Regions from separate parts of the Oryctolagus cuniculus genome. Here region 2 is linked to region 1. A link is a contact called in public Hi-C data. All regions are on one chromosome and are shown on one strand. The core of a region is the stretch at or near the end of the contact, and the rest is flanking DNA. Distances in the headings are between cores, read along the strand shown. Region 1 holds the start of CCND3 (cyclin D3). Region 2 holds the start of TOMM6 (translocase of outer mitochondrial membrane 6).

The links. A called contact is a pair of places that touch in the nucleus more often than the background predicts.
Region 2: a Hi-C map of an unstated tissue shows a contact between it and region 1, with 2.9 times the contacts expected there. The contact joins the promoter of TOMM6 here to the promoter of CCND3 in region 1. A contact is called at or near these places in 3 of 6 Hi-C or Micro-C datasets (ear pinna, psoas muscle and an unstated tissue).

What each region holds. Positions count from the first base shown.
Region 1 is chr5:127,870,450-127,872,979 of mOryCun1.1, forward strand. CCND3 (cyclin D3) reads left to right here and starts at 1,269. Exons shown (of 4, transcript XM_051855705.2): 1 at 1,269-1,468. TAF8 (TATA-box binding protein associated factor 8) reads right to left here and starts at 307. Exons shown (of 9, transcript XM_051855711.2): 1 at 245-307. The coding sequence starts at 289.
Region 2 is chr5:128,103,759-128,106,288 of mOryCun1.1, forward strand. TOMM6 (translocase of outer mitochondrial membrane 6) reads right to left here and starts at 1,269. Exons shown (of 2, transcript NM_001171253.1): 1 at 1,142-1,269; 2 at 599-695. The coding sequence starts at 1,269. The coding sequence ends at 599. It overlaps PRICKLE4 (prickle planar cell polarity protein 4), which reads right to left. Exons shown (of 8, transcript XM_051855706.2): 8 at 1,783-2,141. The coding sequence ends at 1,789. It also overlaps a transcript of USP49 not described here.

The sequences.
Region 1 (2,530 bases), core at 19-2,518:
TGGACCAATCAGGAGATGTTCCGGGTTCCCAACCGAGCAAACCAATCAGGACACAGGTTCACCAACTCAGGAGGCCGCCGCCAAGTCCCTCAGAGGGGTGGGCGCGCACAGCCTGAGGGGCCCTCCTCCGGTCGCAGCCCACGCTGGGGCGGGATAGCTGGGCATAAGCCTGCTGCCCAGGCCAGGGGAAAGTTGCAGAGTACCCCAACTCTCTCAGCGCCGGGCCCGCGCTTCTACCCCTTACCGTTCCGGAGCCGCCAGCCCCGGCAGCGGCCGCCGTGTCGGCCATCTTGCCCTGGCGTAACGTGCGTGAGCGCGGGGCGCGATGGGACTTGTAGTCACGGGGCGGGGGTGGGCGGGGCGCGCGCACGCTCCTCCCGGTTTTCCGAAGCCTCGCTGGGTGGGGGTGCGCACGTGACCATTTGTATGCGAAGTGTGTGGGCTTGGGGGGGGGGTGCGAAAATGCTATCTTGGTTTACGCGAATTAAAATAAGCCTGTTTTAATAGTGAATCGTTTCTGATGAGGAAGGATCCAGGAGGTAGTCTACACTGGCAGGGTTTCTCCAAACGTCTCTGGTTATTAGCCACACCTGGCTGGGCCCAGCGCGGTCCTAGTGACCCCACCGTGGGAAAGGGGCTTGGGGATTTGGTTACCAAGCTCCCTGGGTCCTCTTGGGAAACCCTGGGGCATCTGATCTCGTGATTTTGTGCGGCCGTCCGTGGACCCCTTGGGGATGGGCGTGCCTGCTCCGGGCCTGCCTCAGTCCTCGAGCGTCGCGTCCGCGTGGCCGCCGAGGGTCTTGGGGGGGGGGTGTGTGTCGAGGGTCCACGCCGCGCCTGCGCCTTGGCAGGGCACGGACGCTGGGCTTGGGTCCCAGCCCTCGGCGGCTGCAGGAGTTTGGGCACAATACCTAACCGCTCTGTGCGTCAGTCTCCTTTTCTGTGAATCTGGGGGTGGAGGGGTGCTGACGGCCGAGGGGACAACCAGGTAACGACGGCAGGGGACTGTCCCGGTGCCCGACGTGCAGCCAGTTGCCCCACTGTGTGGTGGGCTTCCTGGGTCGCGCGCGCTGGCGGGCCCCGCTAGGCGCCTGCTGGCCGTGCGCACCTGAGCCCGCCGGGGCCCCGTCCCCTACCTAGGGCGCGCGGGGCGGGGCCGGCGGGGGTCGGCACCCGGGCTGCGCGGAGCCGCGCCCCAGCCCCTTTGTCTCCCCCGCCCCCTCTTCCCCACTTCCTGCCCAGCTTCAAACTCGGGATCCGCCGACTTTGTAAACACGCCGCGGTCGCGGGGGCGGAGCCTGGGTCTGTTTGGGCGCCTGGGGACGGGGTGCGCTGCCTCGCCGCGGCTGCGGGCTGCGACCACCCCCACCCCAGCCCCCCGCCACTTCCCGAAGACCGAGGCCAGAGGCGGCGGGGGAGCGCGTGTGCGGCCACCCCGGGTGCTCCGCGGGACTCACCTGCCCACGAGGTAGGCTTGGGGGCTGGCGCAGCGGGGAGAGGCGATGTGGGCATCACCCCCTGGCCCTGGGGCTTCGCGGTTCACGCTAGATATCCTGAGCGGCCGGGGGGGGGGGTCGCCAGAGGTTGGGTTGGGGGTCTCCGCGCCGTCAGCACCTCCCTGGCGGCCCCTCAGCCGGGCCCCTTTGCGCTCCCAGGACGCGCGCGCCGCTTCGCGTGTACTCGAAGGGCGGAGAAGCCCTTGCGCCTCTGCGCTCACCGCCGCCCCCTTAAGCGGACCTGGGAGCGAGGGCGCTTCCCTGGGCTGTTCCCGTTCTTCCTACCCCAGAGCGGGGCGCGAGAGACCGAGGCCGGGGGAGGCCACTGTTTGTCCCGCCGTCGCCTCTGATGGGTGCACAGGGGAGAGTTTGCGCGTCGGCGGTGTGTCTGAGTGTTAACCCGAGGAGTCACCGCAGAAGCCGGTGTAAGGCAGGGGGCACGGAGGGGCCGAGCGTGGGCCGTGCGCCGGCTCTGTGTGGGGTGCCGAGAGTGCGGGAGTGCGCATCCACAGCCACAGCACAGCCCGGGGACGTGCCCAGGGCGGCGCGAAGCGTCAGGGAGAAAGGGAGCTTTGAGCTGGATTCGGAAGGAAGGATGGACAGATCGCTGGGTAGGGACGTTAGTGGGAAGACTGGGGGCACTGCTCATCCCACAGAACTGGACTGCACTCCGCTGTGGGCTACGTGGTGACCCAGCAGCAACTGCTCTCTCTAGCGCACTGCCCAGGTATGAAGAGGAGGTGGGGATGAATTCGAGGAAAGGCAGATGTCTGGGCTGGTTCCCAAACAGCCAATAATGTCCAGCTGGTGCAGCGCCCCCCACACCTGGGCTCCGAGCTGTTTCCTCTGGCAGGTGCTGGCCCTCTGAAACACCCCCCCTCCCCCCTGTCTCTGTTCCCCGTGGGAGCAGACGTCAGTGGGGAGGTGGATCTCCATTGCTTCCCGGCAGATGCTCCGCGCTCATTCCTGGCGCAGGCACTGAGGAATCCCTGCGGCACCTGTGTGCGTGGCCGCTCTCCGTCTGCGTGCGCCCC
Region 2 (2,530 bases), core at 19-2,518, 230 kb after region 1:
TTTTACACCTTGTTTTTGTAAGCAGAAGTTTCTTATTAAAAGAATAAAATGGCTGTCCTTGTATGCAGTCTTTATTTCACATATCTGTTAACACACCATTGTTAGTCCTCAGGACCGGAGCGCTCACACGGTGCAAAACTGTGGGAACTATGTACAGAACTTGACAGAGCAGAAGCGATACCTTAGCGGGGGCTGGGCTGCTCACCAGGGAGCACAGTTCCCAGTGGACTCAAGGGAGGAGAGAGAACCAGGCAGGGAAGGGGGAGGCTCCCGCTGCATCAAACTTCAGCCGCCATCGGGGCATGTCCTGTGGTGGTCACACACTGTGGGCTGCTTTTGGAAGGCTTGAGTACTGCACCGAGATTCCATCTATCTGCAATCAGATGACAGGACAACAGATGACATCAGAAACGGAAAGCACAGGAGGGAGACTGCTAAGATTCAAATCCCTTGTGCCATCTGGAAACACATTTAGCTAGGAAAGCCAAGGGTTTAAAATCGAGTCTTCTAAATTTCATGAACAATTGGTATAAATCACGGCTTCTCCCCACCTCTAGGATTCCTAAGACATGCAGAGATTAGGCGCTTACCTCCTTGGCTACACCCCTGGCTGGGGTGCCATTAGGTCAATATCACTCAAGTTCCTGGCCAGCCACACGCCTGCAGCAAACAGTCCCAAATTGAGAATCAAGTTCCTGGAAAAAGAATGTATTTCATCAGTCCTGTGGCCACGGAGTCCCTTGGATAGTCACCCAACACAGCGAGGAAGCCATCACCGCCTCCTTCCTGAGGTTGCCCAAGACCCACGTGGGAATTCTGAGTCCACTTCTGAGCCTGATAACGGCAGGATCAAACCCACAGACCAACTAAGCACTCGTCCAGCGCCCAAAACCCTGTTGGTATTTGGGCACCTTCTCCCGCCCCGTCACCCTATATAGCGTCTCTTTAACAGATCGCGTCTGCCCCCACGCAACTCCCGCGGTCAAGGACCCCAGCAAGGTACACCCAAGGCCATGAGAAGGACACGATGTTGGCAGTGTACCGAGACACCCCCGGGGACGCCAACCCCACAGGGACAGGGCAACGCAGCAGGTGTAGACGGTGAAGGGCAGAGAGGGACCGGGATGCCTGGCTCAGTTACCTCCGGAAATCATTCCTGTCAGTGGCAAAGCGATAGACGCCACGAAGCCAATCTCCCACGTTGTCAGGGATCTCTGGAGCTTCATTCGCGGGGCCAGAAGGATTCACAGTGACCCCACTGGAAGCCATAGCAGCACCTTTGCGCTCAGCACGGTCCCCTCACACGGTATAGCAGCCGCCCCGGCGATACGCAACTTCCGGCCTGGCACTTCCGGCGGTGCTGGCCGGCAGAGGGCGCTGCGACCTGAGCATGCGCCGACGTCCGAGTCGGGCCCGCCCCCAGCGCTGCACATGGAGGCGCGCGGCCCGACTCCACAGTCCCCTGCTGCTGGCTCCCGCTCTGCAGCTGCACGTGCCGAGTGATCCTTTCGGTGGCTCCAGAGGAGGATGCTGGGCTGTCCCAGCCCGTGAGGGTGGGGTAGGGGCTGGCTCTGCCCGGAAAACGTAGCCTTGGGGAATGGGGTTTTCAAGAAAGTCTCCATCGAAAGTCGTAGAACGCGCTGTGCTAAAAGGGGTCGCAATTTGTAACTCCCAGGCTCGGTCCCCGATTGCTTTCATCTTAGGAGTTTTGTAAGGGGAGGAGCGCCTGGTGTTCTCGCCTCACAAGATCCCTCCCACCCTATTCCCCGCCGTCTCCTGTCTGTGTCACTAGCAAATGGTGCAGTGCTTCCTGGAGGTGGCTCTGTCCCCTGCTTGGGGGCATCCAGGGGTCTTCCGGGACCGGGGAAGAGGCTGGCCCAAGAAAAAGCCTTCGGGTTCTGAGTCAGAGGAAGAGGAGCAGGTGGAGCAGGGGACATCCTCCCTCGGATCATGGGGCGTCTCTAGAAGGCCTTGTTCCCGCTTCGTGGGTCCCTCTGCCTCGGCCCCAGCTCGGCACTCCTTCCCCTGCTGGGTTTCCAGGCTGGAGCTGGCGGCTGCGGCGAGAAGGGCTGCACTGTTGGTGGTTAGGGTGTTCATCGAGGAGCGATCCTTGCGTTCAGTTCGTTTGGGTCCCTCCTCCCCTGTGCCGGGGCAAGACAGAAACGCTCACCTCGGGGCCCCGAGTTTCCCTCTCCCGGAACCAGGCTGGGCGACCCGACAGTTGAGCCCAGCGCCGCACCCGGTCCCGTCTCGCCCCTCCCCGCCCCAGGACCAGCGGCCGCCCCCAGTGCCGCCGCCAGTCCTCTCCAGGGTCCCCCGCCTCTCCGCCTCCGCCCACCAGAGGGCGGCCGCGTCCCCCTCCCGGGAGCAAGTCCGGCGCCGCAGCCCCGACCGCGGCGCGGGGTGGGTCCGGGAGGCCCTTGGAGCGCTGCGGCCAGGGACGCGCGGTGAGAGCTGCGGGCCCGGAGGCTCGCGTCGGGGGGGAGGGGGCGCTGCTGGAGGGAGGGGATGGCGCGGGACCGGGGCGAGG